Linked DNA regions of Mus musculus: region 2 is linked to region 1. The links are chromatin contacts, called in public HiChIP or PLAC-seq maps. All regions are on one chromosome and are shown on one strand. Each heading gives the region's core, a stretch centred on a gene start, on an enhancer-like site or on the middle of the called end of the contact. The rest is flanking DNA. Distances are from core to core; before and after follow the strand shown. Region 1 holds the start of 9530082P21Rik (RIKEN cDNA 9530082P21 gene). Region 2 holds the start of E4f1 (E4F transcription factor 1).

Region 1 (6,551 bases), core at 2,725-5,224:
TTCCCAACTTAAACCTGTGTCCACAGTTCTTGGGAGCCAGCCCAGATGTCAGGAGGAGGTGACACCATGTAGGCATGCTCTAGTGGCAGCGGCACCACTGAGGGTTGCTCACCTGGTGTCGCATGATGCACCAGGTCAGTTAGATGGCATCAAAGCCACCTCCTGTAGAAGAGTTTAGCAGGACTCAGGAGCCATGCCAGCAGTGGCACTCTAATGTCCCCAGGAACGGCAGAATTTCCTGCGTGCTGCACCCTGGCCAGAGCTGTCCTCATCATGTCATAGAGCTGCATGCTCCTCTCCCTTAGCAAACAAGCCGTGGAACAGCCACCCCTGTGGGATAGTAATGGCCTGGTGCCTGCCGCTGTCTTCTGCTCATCTGATTCCCTCAATAAACCCTGTGTAGTCTCATGGTACAGAGCTGCTGTGTGTCAGTAATAGTCTGCGCTGCCACAAACCACATACCGCCTGCCAAGTGCTGGGGACATTGTGGATTTGGTTGGTAACTCATGGGCAATGGTGTTTGCTTGGCCTAGATCAAGACTTGGAGGGGACCTGCTGAGGAGCTATCCCCAGCCCTGGGGAAGGCTTGAAGAGTGGGCCATGTACTACCTCTCAGCTTGAGTTCTTCTGAGCTCATGAGAATGAGTTATAGTGAGCCACAAATGGAAGCAGTGCCCCAAGTGAGCCACAAATGGAAGCGGTACCCCAAGTGAGAGCCACAGATGAAAGTGGTATCCCAAGCAAAGGCCAGGTTTGCCTCTTGAGACGCTGGGCACCTCCTGGGCAGGCAACTCCCCACTTTTCATCTTCGTCATTAACTGGCTCTGATTACCAGCCATCCTGGGCCTCCACCTGAGATTTGTCTCCAGTCAAAAAAAGACAGTCTGAAGGCTGGGGAAACGGCCCACTTAGTAAAGTGCTTACTACATAGCTATAAGGACCTGAGTCAGATTCCCAGCACCTCTGGGGCACATGTCTGTAATCTCAGCACCAGGTAGAGAGAAAGGATTTCAAGTAAAAACTCGATGGTGGGGTTTGATTTGGGTTTATGAAACATGGTTTCTCTGTGTAGTCCTCCTTCTAGGTAGCTGTCCTGAAACTTACTCTGTAGACCAACCTGGCCTAAAACTGAAATCCACCTACCTCTGCCTCCTGAGAGCTGGCGTTAAGGATGTGCCACCACTGCCCAGCAACTGTGGGATTTAATATACATTTCCATCCCTCTACTTCCATCTCACCTGGAGACCAACTACTCACCTTGCAACGGGAGGCTTCCACACCCACTTCTCCTCAGGCCCCTCCTCAGCCCGCCAGTGCAGACTCCACAGTTCCTGCCATGGGGTCCTCTCCCTGGCTGTGTGTGTCAGGTGTGATTACCTCACTTAAGGACCAGACACCAGAGATGTACTTAAGGATGTCTCCAGGGCCCACTTGGTCTTTAGGCCTTCCTCCACTTGCCTCAGCCTACAGCCTCTTGCTCGGGAAGATATCCAGTACTCCAGGGAGACCAATCTTGTTCTTATTCTGCAGGACTGTAATAGACTCAGTGTGACCTTCCTGACCATGGCAGAGGCCCCTGCCAAACAGGAGGGTATTAGAGGCTTGGCACGCTTTCCTGCAGCCCTAGACACTTGTGCCCTGTCCACGCTGGTCTCACTCCACACTGCCCCCAAGCCCACCAGCCTGTCCTGTCCAACACACACTACTGCTTTGAACAATTTACCAAGATCAGCTGCCAAACACTCCCTGTTATTAGCTCATGCCTTTGGTGAACCAGGTCTCTGGGAGGTCTGAACAGTGTCCTTTGCCTGGAGGCACACACAGCTTCAATCAAAGTGGCAGCCCCTAACTAAGGCTGGTAGCTCATCCTCTCCTGTGCAGCTATGGGCAGAAATCTAGACTCCAGACAGTTCACTGGCCAAATCAGGCCCTCTAGGTTCATCACCAGCATCTTTTTTGTTTGTTTTTTGTTTTTGTTTTTGTTTTTGTTTTTTTTGTTTTTGAGAATCAAGGTCTCAAATTCTATGTGCCTATAGTCCCAGTACTCAGGGAATCAAGGTATGAGGATCTCAGATGAGGCCCGATGGGGCTACCTAACAATTTGCACGCCTGCCTGAGCTACATAGCAGACCCCACTGAGAGTTAAGGCCAGGCAGTGCTTTGTTATCCAGGCTGACCTTGAGTCCTAGACCCAAGTCATTCTGCTGCCTCAACCTGCCACATTTAGCTTAGACCACAGGCATGCACCAGTGTTCCTGTCCCCATCTCTTACTTAACTCAGAGACAGTTTAATTAATTAGAGACTATAATTAATCTGCATCAATCCCTCCACCATCTCCACACAGTGTGACATAGTCAGAGAAGAGTGTTGGTGCATGCAGGGTTACGTCTACACTCCAGAGAACTGGCTGGTGAGCCTGTGCATCAGCAGGGGCAGGAATCACTTTCAGATTCGACTTGCCATGGCCTAACTAACCTGCCATTACTAATTCACCCTCCCTGACCCAGGGAAGCTCAGCAAAAAAATAATGAGGTGATCCTGGGTGATCTCAGGAGTCCAGGTCACAGTGGACACAGGGGGCCTGCAGCAGTGTCCTGACCCAGAAAGTTCCACAGGCTTACTGCTCACCAGCCAGGGACCCCTGATGTGCTTCAGTAGGCCCTGCCTTCTCTGGTGCCTGGGCTCAGCCAAGAGAACTCAGGGACTACAAAGGGTGAGATTGCAGTGGCCCTTGCCATGGTCCCAGGAAGGAGCCAGCTGGGACATGAGACCCCAAAGCTCTGCCTGGGCAATGACAGAGATTTGGGGAGTGGAGGTCAGACATAGCTTCCTCTGCCTGCTGAGACATTCATTGGCCACTCGCGAGGGCCTTGTGCTTTTGCTTCTAGTCCATGGCTCCCCTTTGGGTCACAGTGTCACCCCTACCGCACCCCCAGAGGAACAGGCTACTGCTAAGATGGAGTAACCAGGGCCTTGACTTCTTGAGGTGACTCTGGGGAGAGAAAGCCTTGATGCCACAACCCAGAGACAACAGACAGTTCTGCTAGTGTGTCCCCTCCCTCATGCCTGACACCCGAGGGATGAGGATCCAGCCCTCACCCCACATTACCCTCCTCCCATGGATTCAATCCTTCATCCACATTAACAGGTGCAGGGTGCTTGGCCAATACCACGACCTCCTCTGAAACACGGAGGTCTCTTCAGACCCAAAGCCGAGGGGCTGTCCTGGTACCAGTAGGGTCTTCAGAGGGACAGTAGGGAAGGCTGTAGAGGGCCATGAGGCTCTGAAGAGAGGGTCGCCAGCTGGCCCTGACCCGGGCTGTGGATGAAGACAAGCTGTAGCTCTCTCCAGTTTGAGGACACCTCCAGCCCTCATGGCAAGGGCTGCTGGCATCTGGACCTCCAGGCCTGGGCACAGAGAGAGTCATGAGAAAGAGAGGAGAAGGTTCTAAGGAGATGGCTGTGGGCAGAGGCATGGAGTCAGGAGAAGGAAGGTACCTCTTTGAGACAATGGTAAGCCAACGCCAGGAGGGCCAGGAGGGCCAGGACACCAGCAGCAACTGGGACCCCCACAGGCATTTGCAGCTCCCAGCTGGTGCCGTAATTTTCCTGCGGAAAGAGAAGACAGAGTCAGAGGTCTGGGGAAGCAGGACGAGAGAATGGGCAGGATACAGTTCCTACCTTTCTGCTCCAAACCAGCGGACTCTGAAACCAAGTCATGGTGGTTCCTCACCAACTACTGTTGGGTCTCCAGGATCTTCTTCCCAGAGGTCCCCACACCCCTGACACCCCCTCAAGTCAGTCAGTGTAGCAACCACCAGGCGAAGTCTGATTGCAAATGACTGGACAGGGCCTTTCTGTTTAGCCATCTCATCCTTCGAAAGTGAAACCTTTCCTTCCCAGGCCTCCTGTGAGGGAGGGGCAACGAAGAACCAGCATAACCCATAGCCCCAGGTCAGTAGCCGCCCTTCCTGAGAGGCCCCTCCAGAAGAATTTTATGGCTGGAGCAGACAAACTGACTCCACCTCTCAGAATTACCAACCTAGTCCAGAATGGCAAATTCCAATAAATCACCGAGAGTTCTCTGGAAACAGTTCTCTAGCACCCCCTAGAGGCTGGAGGCAGATGTAAATAGCAAAGGTAGCTACCCTCTGTGCCTCCCAGAGGCAAGACTTGCAAAACTGCTGGACACATATTTCCCCAACTGTGGCATCCCAGTAGGGAAACTGAGGCAGAGGAAGCTCAAGAAATTTAGATGAACAAAGTCATGGGTATCCATGGCTGAGTGTTCCCTAGCCCCGACAGGCTGTGAGCACTTATGACAAGCCAGCAGCAGCTTATGTTACAATGAAGGTGAGTGTGGGACTGGTGATATGGCTCAGCGGGTAAGAGCACTGACTGCCCTTCTGAAGTTCCTGATTTCAAATCCCAGCAACCACATGGTGGCTCACAACCACCCGACAAAGGGATCTGACGACAGCTACAGTGAGTGTACTTATGTATAATAATAAAAGTCTTTGGGCTGGAGCGAGCAGGAACTGAGTGATCAGAGTTGACTGGAGCAGACAGAGGTCCTAAAAATTCAATTCCCAACAACCATATGATGGCTCACAGTCATCTGTTCGGCTACAGTGTACCCATATACATAAAATAAATAAATCTTTTTAAAAAAAAAAAAGGTGAGCGTCGTACACTGAGGCAGCCGAGGCAGCCCTCTCACTTCTCACTGAAGTACACTGAGGCAGCCCTCTCTCTCACAGTTGGCCAGGTGGTGGTGCAGACAGAGGAAACGGACATGGTATAGCAGTAGGCTTTTGAGACCCAAAGCATCAAATGGCACCTACACAACGTCTTACTTATGACCTATGACCAAGGAAGGTGTGATTCAGAGAGGAAGGTGTAATTATCGGGAAGTGAGAAAGACAAGCAGACTCTGAGGTGGGGGAGGGGAAGTGTGAAAGCAGGCATGCATGCAGAACACCACGTGCCACCGCTGAGAGACCCGGATATCCAACTGAGAATTGTGGGGTTCCTTTTGCTGAGTCTGCATTGGCATCTACCCTCACTCTGATGGGCTCAAATGCACCCTGGGAAATGTCCTGGGGTAATGCCACCCAATGTCTCTCTCTACACACACACACACACACACACACCTTGAGCTGGACAAACCTGATATCATGTGCTTCCAAGGAAATACAAGCAAAGGCCACCCACCCTCATGTCCAAGTTTTCTGTTCTTGTCTCTCTGCTGTCGCCACATAACAAGTATGTGCAGGTAGTGACAGATCAGGAAGCTTCTTTGTTCACCAGGGTCAGGGTCTTAGGCACTGTGACCCTATACTAACTTTCAGTACTTTGGTTTCTCCAGCTGTGAAAAAGCTCTCCCAGGGAGCCTGCAGTGGGATCGCAGCTCTCAGTGGAGGTGTGGGGAAAGTAATGGGACTTATGGTCCTGGACAAAGAGAACTAGAAGGTGGGCATGGTGGCCAACACTTTTAATTCTGTCATGCAGGGGGCAGAGGCAGGGGAATACTGTGAGTTCCAGTCCAACATGGTCTATTATGGCAAGCTCTAGTCCAGCAGGGCTACAAGTAAGACCCTGTCTAAAAATATATAATTTTTTTTTCTAAAGAGAGAGCTGTTGGGTGTGGTGGCACACGCCTTTAATCCCAGCACTCGGGAGGCAGAGGCAGGTGGATTTCTGAGTTCAAAGCCAGCCTGGTCTACAAAGTGAGTTCCAGGACAGTCAGGGATACACAGAGAAACCCTGACTGGAAAAAAATAAAAAAATAAATAAAAACAAAAAGAAAGAAAGAAAGAAAGAAAGAACAAGAGAAAGAAAGAGAGAGAGAGAGAGAGAGAGAGAGAGAGCTACCTGGTGTCCCTCCCTAGCCACATGGTTCTGTGGAGTTAGAGAACCCCAAAGATGTGATAGGAACAACGGTGTCAGTGCCCAGCACCTAGAGCAGACTCTACTTGAAACCAGGCTCCAACACTGACTAGCTAGTGAGCCCATAGTTGCCAAAGGCCTCTGAGCCCCAGTTCATGGACCTGCAGAATGGGGAGGTGCAAATGTTCCCCTAGGGCCATGGGAATGCTGACAAGCTGCTGCCTGCACAGGGCTGAGTGTGGAATGCTGGGGAAGTGTGTGTGTTAGTGGTGCGGGGCATGTGGCCTGTCTTACTTTTCAAAGGTTCCTCAGCCACCCCAGACTGGAACTTGTGGCAGGAACACACTTCCTCTTTCCACTCAGTGTCCCCAGCCTGGTAACTGAATACCATCTCTCTCCCTTGTCCCTTTGCAGGAGACAGGACTGGGCAGATCCATCCTAAACTCTGGAGAGTTGTTTTAAGGCCCACTGTTCGTTGGCCAACTCTGCCATGCATGAGATCATGGACATTCACTTGTGTTCTTCGCTTCTTCCTCCACTGGACTGACCCTCACATAAAACGTGAGGGGAAAACTACAGAGCTTCAACATTCATTTTTGCCCTCCGGTGGAAAGGGAAGGACAGACAGGTCTTCTTGGAGTGTCCTTGTTAGATATCTGGA
Region 2 (6,859 bases), core at 139-2,638, 710 kb before region 1:
AGTCAGGCATATTCCCAGCACCAAGTTACCGGGGCCACCGAGTTACTGGCCACAGGGAGCTACAAAGCCAGACCCTGTCTCAAATCGACCAATGAACCAATCAGTTAACCAATTTTGGTGATAAGCGCTCAACTCAGTCGGTGTACTAAATGTCACAAATGGTCACTTTTATGTATACTTTTCAATACTTTTCATATACCGAATAAAAGTCTTGGGGCTGGCTCGCTGGCTCAGTGGGTAAGAGCACTGACTGTTCTGAAGGTCCTGAGTTCAAATCCCAGCAACCACATGGTGGCTCACAACCACCTGTAATGAGATCTGACGCCCTCTTTTGTTGTGTCTGAAGACAGCTACAGTGTACTTATAATAAATAATCTTTGGGCCAGAGTGAGTACAGACTGAATGAGCGAGGTTGACTAGAGCAAGCAGAGGTCCTAAATTCAATATCCAACAACCACATGAAGGCTCACAACCATCTGTACAGCTACAGTGTACTCCTATACATAAAATAAATCTTTACAAAAAAAGTCTTTGGAAAGGAGCACTCGAACTATCTCCAAATGGAGTTCTTTCTCATGCCCAGGAAATTCTGACATTGCAACCCAGGTCTGAGTCCAGGATTCTATATTGGGTAGCAACCCTAAAGAGTTCAGATTCTCTGGGCGGCTAAGAACACATTGGCTGTGTATCTAGGTTCATTTCCCAACACCTACATGTAACTTCATCTGTAATTCCAGTTCCAGGTCAGACACCCTCTTCTGGGCCCCACGGGCGCTAGGCATGCACGTGGTGCACAGACATGTATGCAGACAAACCATACTACATTAAAAAAACAAAACAAAAAAGTGAGAGAAGGGGTTGGAGAGATGGCTCAGCGGTTAAGAACACTGACTGCTCTTTTGAAGGTCCTGAGTTCAAATTCCAGCAACCACATGGTGGCTCACAACCACCTGTAAAGAGATCTGACGCCCTCTTCTGATGCGTCTGAAGATAGCTACAGTGTACTTAATGAATAAATCTTTAGGCCTGAGCGAGCAGGGACTGAGCAAGTGGAGTTGACCTGAGCAAGTGGGGCAACCAGAGCAACCGGAGCAAGCAGAGGTCCTAAAAATTCAATTCCCAACAACCATATGAAGGCTCACAACCAGCTGTACATGTACTCATATACATAAAGTAAATAAATCTTTTTTTAAAAAAGTGAGAGAAAGGGAGAGTTCTTACTCCACGGATAGTTCACTTTGGACCAAGTCCTGCCAATTTAACACAAGCCACGCCCACTTCCGCCCTGATGTCTGGCGCTGATGGCTCTCAAAGAGCCAAGCTCCACCTCTACTGACGCGCTAGACCGCAACCCATAGCCCCGCCTTTTTGCCTGTCCGTCAAATTCGTTTTTGTCCCGCCCCCTGCCTGTCGGACACGCAGCCCTCGGTGCGGCCCGTTGTTATGACGACATGGTCGTAAATCCGCCATCTTCCTGTGGCGCGTTGCGACATGGAGGGCGCGATGGCAGTGCGGGTGACGGCCGCTCATACGGCAGAAGCCCGGGCCGAAGCCGGGCGTGAAGCGGGCGAGGGCGGGGTTGCGGCGGCGGCGGCCTTGTCCTCCGGCGGCTTCCTTGGGCTCCCAGCGCCCTTCAGCGAGGAAGGTAACGAGCCTACCGAAGCCTGGTGCGGCCGGGGTGCGGGCGGCTCTGTCCGGGCTGCGGTGTACGGTCTCGCCCGGATCCTGGCTACTCGAGTGTCTGTAAACCTTCACAACTCTCACAGGTTTCCCTTCGGACTGCCTCTAACCCGTTGGGCCAGATGCAGAGGCTCACAGGGAGCCCATTTCTCCAGCCCCTTGGGGTCGATCTGGCCAAACAAACATCGCTCGCTCCTCTTCAGCGCCCATCAGCCCTAGCTTCTGCTTCTCCTCTGCCACTCGGGCCTTAGTTCGGGCGGAGCTGGAGACTGGAGGCGGGGCCGCTCTGTCAGACAGGGATTAGGGACCTGACCTGGGGAGGCGGCACCGCCCCACTGAGGACCTGGGCCTTCCCTACGGGGTGGAGCAACGCTTCCAAGAATGTGCGGAACACCCCCCGCTCAATCCGACTTGTACCATTACTTAAACCAAGCTCGAAAGGCGAACTATCATTACTACTATTCACTTCAGAGATGGAGATAATTGAGGTTCAAGGTCGTCCATCTGGTTCCTGTCAAGGATCAGATTGGAGCCGGGGCTGTAACTCCTCTCTTAAACCCTTTAATTTTTCCTAGGAGTATGGCAAAGAGTTAAAATCGTGTCTGTATGCCGAGGGCTGTGTTGGCACCAAGGATTACGTCTCTAGGTGCTGATATTTTTTAGAGGTGGTTTGGGTATCTCCTGTGCATTAGTTCCACGGAGCTGTAGATTTGATCAGACAGGAAGTGGTTTGACAAGTATTACTGGTATATTGCTGCTCTTTGTCATGAAAGAACTCAGTCCCACTGTAATTTTTTTTTCCCTTATTTCAGCTTGGAGAGAGTCAGTTACCGTCTCAGGGAACTCTTTGGAGTTTCTAGGTTTTTTGTTTGTTTGTTTGTTTGTTTGTTTGTTTGAGACAGTGTTTGTATAGTTCTGGCTGTCCTGGAACTCACTCTGTAGACCAGGTTGGCCTCGAACTCAAAAATCTGCTTGCCTCTGCTTCCCAAGTGCTGGGATTAAAGGCATGAGCCACCACTATCCAGCTGAGTTCCTGGTTTTTGTTTTTGTTTTTTAAAGACAGGGTCTCACTATGTAGATTTGGCTGGCCTTGAACTCACAGAGATGGTCCTGACTCAGTCTCCCCATTGCTGGGATAAAGGCATATGCTTGTAGGTTCTTGGGTCTACTTATGACATTGGTTCTCAGACTTCCTAATACTTCCATCCTTTAATACAGTTCCTTATATTCTGGAACTCCCAACCGGAAAGTTGTTTTGTTGCTACTTCATAACCGCAAGTTTGCTACTGTGCTGATTTGTAATGTAGATATTTGGTAGCAACCCCAAGGGGTCGGGACCCACCTGTTGAGAACCTCTGGTTTATGGTCTTAGTGTGAAATGGGATAGGTGTGTCCTTTTCTGGGTCAGGGACTCTTTGAGTATCAACATTTTGGTGCTGAGTCAGACTCTAAATGAGTGGGGTGGGAGGGGTAAGGCTCTTCGGTGTTTAGTTTGTGTGAGCAGAGTGGAGGGCACCACCCTCTTTCAGGTGGCCTATGGGCCAGTCATAGCTTGGGTTTGACCTTTTATTTGATCATTAATTTGTCATTGACTCCTCCTTGTCCCAGGCTGGGTTTGACTTTGATGTGGGACTGACTATAAGACAGTGGAAACAAGACAGACTGTTTTGGAAGCTTGAGTCTGGCTGGCTCAGCTCAGTGACCTTGAACCCTAGTAATCTCTCTAGGATAAACTAAGTCATCTCTTTCCCCAGGATGCTGGCATGATTTGGTTAAATTCTTAAGTGCTAAGTTGGAAGGATGGCTCAGTAGCTAAGAGTACTTGTTGCAGCTGAGCTATGGTGGTGCATGCCTTTAATCCCAGCACTTGGGAGGCAGAGGCAGGTGGATTTCTGAGTTTGTGGCCAGTCTGGTCTATAGAGTGAGTTCCAGGACAGCCAGGGCTACACAGAGAAACCCTGTCTCAAAAAGAAAAAAAAGTACTTGTTGCTCTTGCAGAGGACCTGGGTTCAATTCTTAGCACTTATACAGTAGTTAACAAATGTAAATGTTTGTAACTCCAATTCCAGGTGATCTGATACCTTCTTTTGTTCTTTGTGGGCACCAGCCACACATATAGTGTACCGACATACATGCAGGCAAAACACCAACACATGAAGTAAAAATAGATAACTCTTAAAGCAAAAGGGGGAGAGGGCAGGAGTGGTGGTGCACACCAGCACTGAGGAGGCAGAGGCAGAGGCAGGCACATCTGAGTTCAAGCCATCCTGGTTCTAAGTAGTGAATTTCAGGACAGCTGTGGCCATGTAGAGCTATGTGTATGAGTTATGTGGGTGCTGGGGATTGAACCTGGGTCCTCAGGAAGCGCAGCCAGTTCTCTTAACCACTAAGCCACTAAGCCAGCTCCCAAAAACAATTATTTTTGTTTTGTTTTTCGAGACATGGTTTCTCTGTATAGCCCTGGCAGTCCTGGAACTCACTCTGTAGACCAGGCTGGCCTTGAACTCAGAAATCTGCCTGCCTCTGCCTCCCAAGTGCTGGCATTAAAGGCATGCGCCACCACTGCCCGGCTACACAAATAATTCTTATGTAGTTATTATCTATTAGGGGCTAGTGAGGAGCAGTGTCTCGACCTGTTGGTGAGGGCCCCAGATGCAGTGTATGTGGGATGTATAATTGCTTTGGACTGCTTTATTCCTGGAGTAGACTTGAGCAGGATGCTACCCAATGGGGACAATGTAGCATCAGAAGAGAGAAAGGATGAGGCAGGGTGTGGTTGTGTCCCAATGGTAGAATGTTTGCTTAGCATGTTCAAAGCTCGTTTTCAGCACCATATACAAAATAGTGAGATTGTTTGGTCATAAGTGAGGGCTCCTGCTATTCTGTGTTTTTAAAAAGCTGGCCTATTAGGTAGTTCTTTGTGGATATCAACCTTCTAAAAGTCCCTGTTGTGGACCAGATACACTAATTAGCCCACTTTATTCTTCTCAAGATGTGGAAATAATTTTGGGATGGCAAGTGAGATGCTTACACATTCAATCACCAGCAGTCCTTAAAATGTTTTAAATTCTGGGGATCCAAATTCAGAGGTCTTATACATGCTAGGCAAGTGCTCTACCATTGAGCTACATCCCCAGCTCCCTGGGAATTTTAATTTTGGCCCCTCTGCTGTCTCCAAGCTTGCTTGGGTAAGTTCCTGTGCCACCGAGCCTTCCCCTTCCTGGGCTGGAGGGTGGGAACTTTGGATAGGACAGCTTCAGTGTGTCCTTGCAGGATAAATGTGTGGTCAGGGTAACTCTGTAGAGAATGCTGGTCTCTCTGGGAGGCCTTGCTTCTGAAGACCTCTAAAGGATGGGGTTAGACCCTAGACTTCCCCAGCCTTGGATTTGTGTTCCTCCAGTGTGTTTCCAGTAGCTCCTGGGTGAGCAGGCATACCAACTCTGGTTTGAGGCCATCCTTGGGTATCTCCTGTCTCAGCCTTGAAGGGAAGCTGGATAACGACCTGATTGCCCACAGTCCCTTTGACATAAGGCTTATTGCAGATGAGGACGATGTGCACAGATGTGGCCGCTGCCAAGTGGAATTCACTGCCTTGGAGGACTTTGTCCAGCACAAGATTCAGAAGACCTGCCATCGGGCCCCGCAGGAGGCCCTGCCCACCACCCCTGCTGCCACTGCACTGCTGGACCAGGAGGTGAGCCCATTCTAGTTGGTACCATCCTCACTCCTCTGGTTTGGCTCATTTGTGAAACTGGGTGTTTTGACCAACCTGTGCAGCTGGTTTATGACAAGTGGCAGATATGCATGGCTGTGAGTGAGGGAAGACCAGGCTATACTAGTAAGAGGGCCGTAGTGCTTTCCATGGCCTTAGCAGCCTACATAGCTCAACCTTAGCAGCCTACATAGCTGTAGGGTGTGTGTGTGTGTGTGTGTGTGTGTGTGTCTTAAGAGATCATGGAAACTTCTGTCTTTTTCCTTATCTCCTGTCCTGTACATATGGTTCCCAGGGATCTCTTGCAGTAGACCCTACTGGGTACTAGGACCTCCAGGAAGATAAGCCACTTGATTGGATCCCAATGGTGGATGTACTCACTGTCTTACTAAATTAGACAGCTCCCTATGATATGGATGCTCTCTCGTCAGTCTTAGTGGGTAGAATGAAGAAGAGGCTCTGGCCAGGCCTGGTAGTATAGCTCTGTGATCCCAGCTTCAGAGGCAGCTAATGTAGAAGGATTTCAGGTTTAAGGCCAACTTGAGCTACAGTGTTAGTTTGAGGCTATCTTAGACAACTTCGATTCAAAATAACAATTTAAAGGAGGTTGGAGTAATGACTGAGTGGTTAAGAGCACTTGTTGCTCTTGTAGAGAACTCAAGTTCAGTCCCAGCACTTGTGTGGCAGCTCACAACCATCTGCTACTCCAGGTCTGTGGATTCTGATGCCCTCTTTCTGGCCTTTGTGGGTAGTAGGCACACATGTTGTATACATACATACATACATACAAGCTGAACACTCATATACATAAAATAAAAATAAATACATCTCTTATATTTTTACAAATGAAAAGAGGCCTAGGAATATAGCTCTGTAGTAGAATGTTTATTTAACCTGCATGAGGCTCCAGGTTCAGTCTTTCATACCCTTGCTCCAAGAGAAGGGAGCCTCTAGGACAGTGTTCTCAACCTGTGGGTTGTTACTGTTTTGGAGTTGTCAAACAATTTTCACAGTTGTCAAACTCCAACTTTCACAGGGGTCACCCAAGACCATCAGAAAACATAAATATTTACATTACGATTCATAACAGTATTAAGATTACAGTTATAAAGTAGCAACAAAAATAATTTTATAGTTGAGATCACCACGCGTGAGGAACTGTATTATAGGGTGTGGCATTAGGAAGGTGGAGGAGCTTTGCTAGAAAATGTCAGTGGCCGTAGGATATGAGTAGGGAGCCCTGCAGACTGCAGTAGAAAAGGATTAACTCTCCAGTCCTGCCCTTAGTACGTGCCCCTCACTGAGAGCCTTCCTGGATGGTATGTCTCACCACAGCCACGGGGGCCTTTCTTCTGACCTTGTGGTTGGGGTGGTGGGCAGAGGTGCTACACTCCTGCAGCTAGCCCGATGCAGCTAGCCTCACTATTTATGCTCTCTGATCTGTGCCCAGGCCATGGTGGTCAGAGG

The links. HiChIP or PLAC-seq counts read pairs in DNA pulled down with a chosen protein or histone mark.
Region 2: a FOXA1 HiChIP or PLAC-seq map of pancreatic cancer cells shows a contact between it and region 1. The contact joins the promoter of E4f1 here to the promoter of 9530082P21Rik in region 1. A contact is called at or near these places in 1 of 39 promoter capture datasets (cranial neural crest) and 1 of 115 datasets of contacts at active chromatin or transcription factors (pancreatic cancer cells).

What each region holds. Positions count from the first base shown.
Region 1 is chr17:23,746,659-23,753,209 of GRCm38.p6, reverse strand. It overlaps 9530082P21Rik (RIKEN cDNA 9530082P21 gene), which reads right to left and starts at 3,974. Exons shown (of 3, transcript NR_015472.2): 1 at 3,500-3,974; 2 at 3,111-3,409; 3 at 1-1,532. It overlaps Flywch1 (FLYWCH-type zinc finger 1), which reads left to right. Exons shown (of 8, transcript NM_001357994.1): 8 at 1-415.
Region 2 is chr17:24,449,921-24,456,779 of GRCm38.p6, reverse strand. E4f1 (E4F transcription factor 1) reads left to right here and starts at 1,388. Exons shown (of 14, transcript NM_001301784.1): 1 at 1,388-1,645; 2 at 5,223-5,374. The coding sequence starts at 1,492.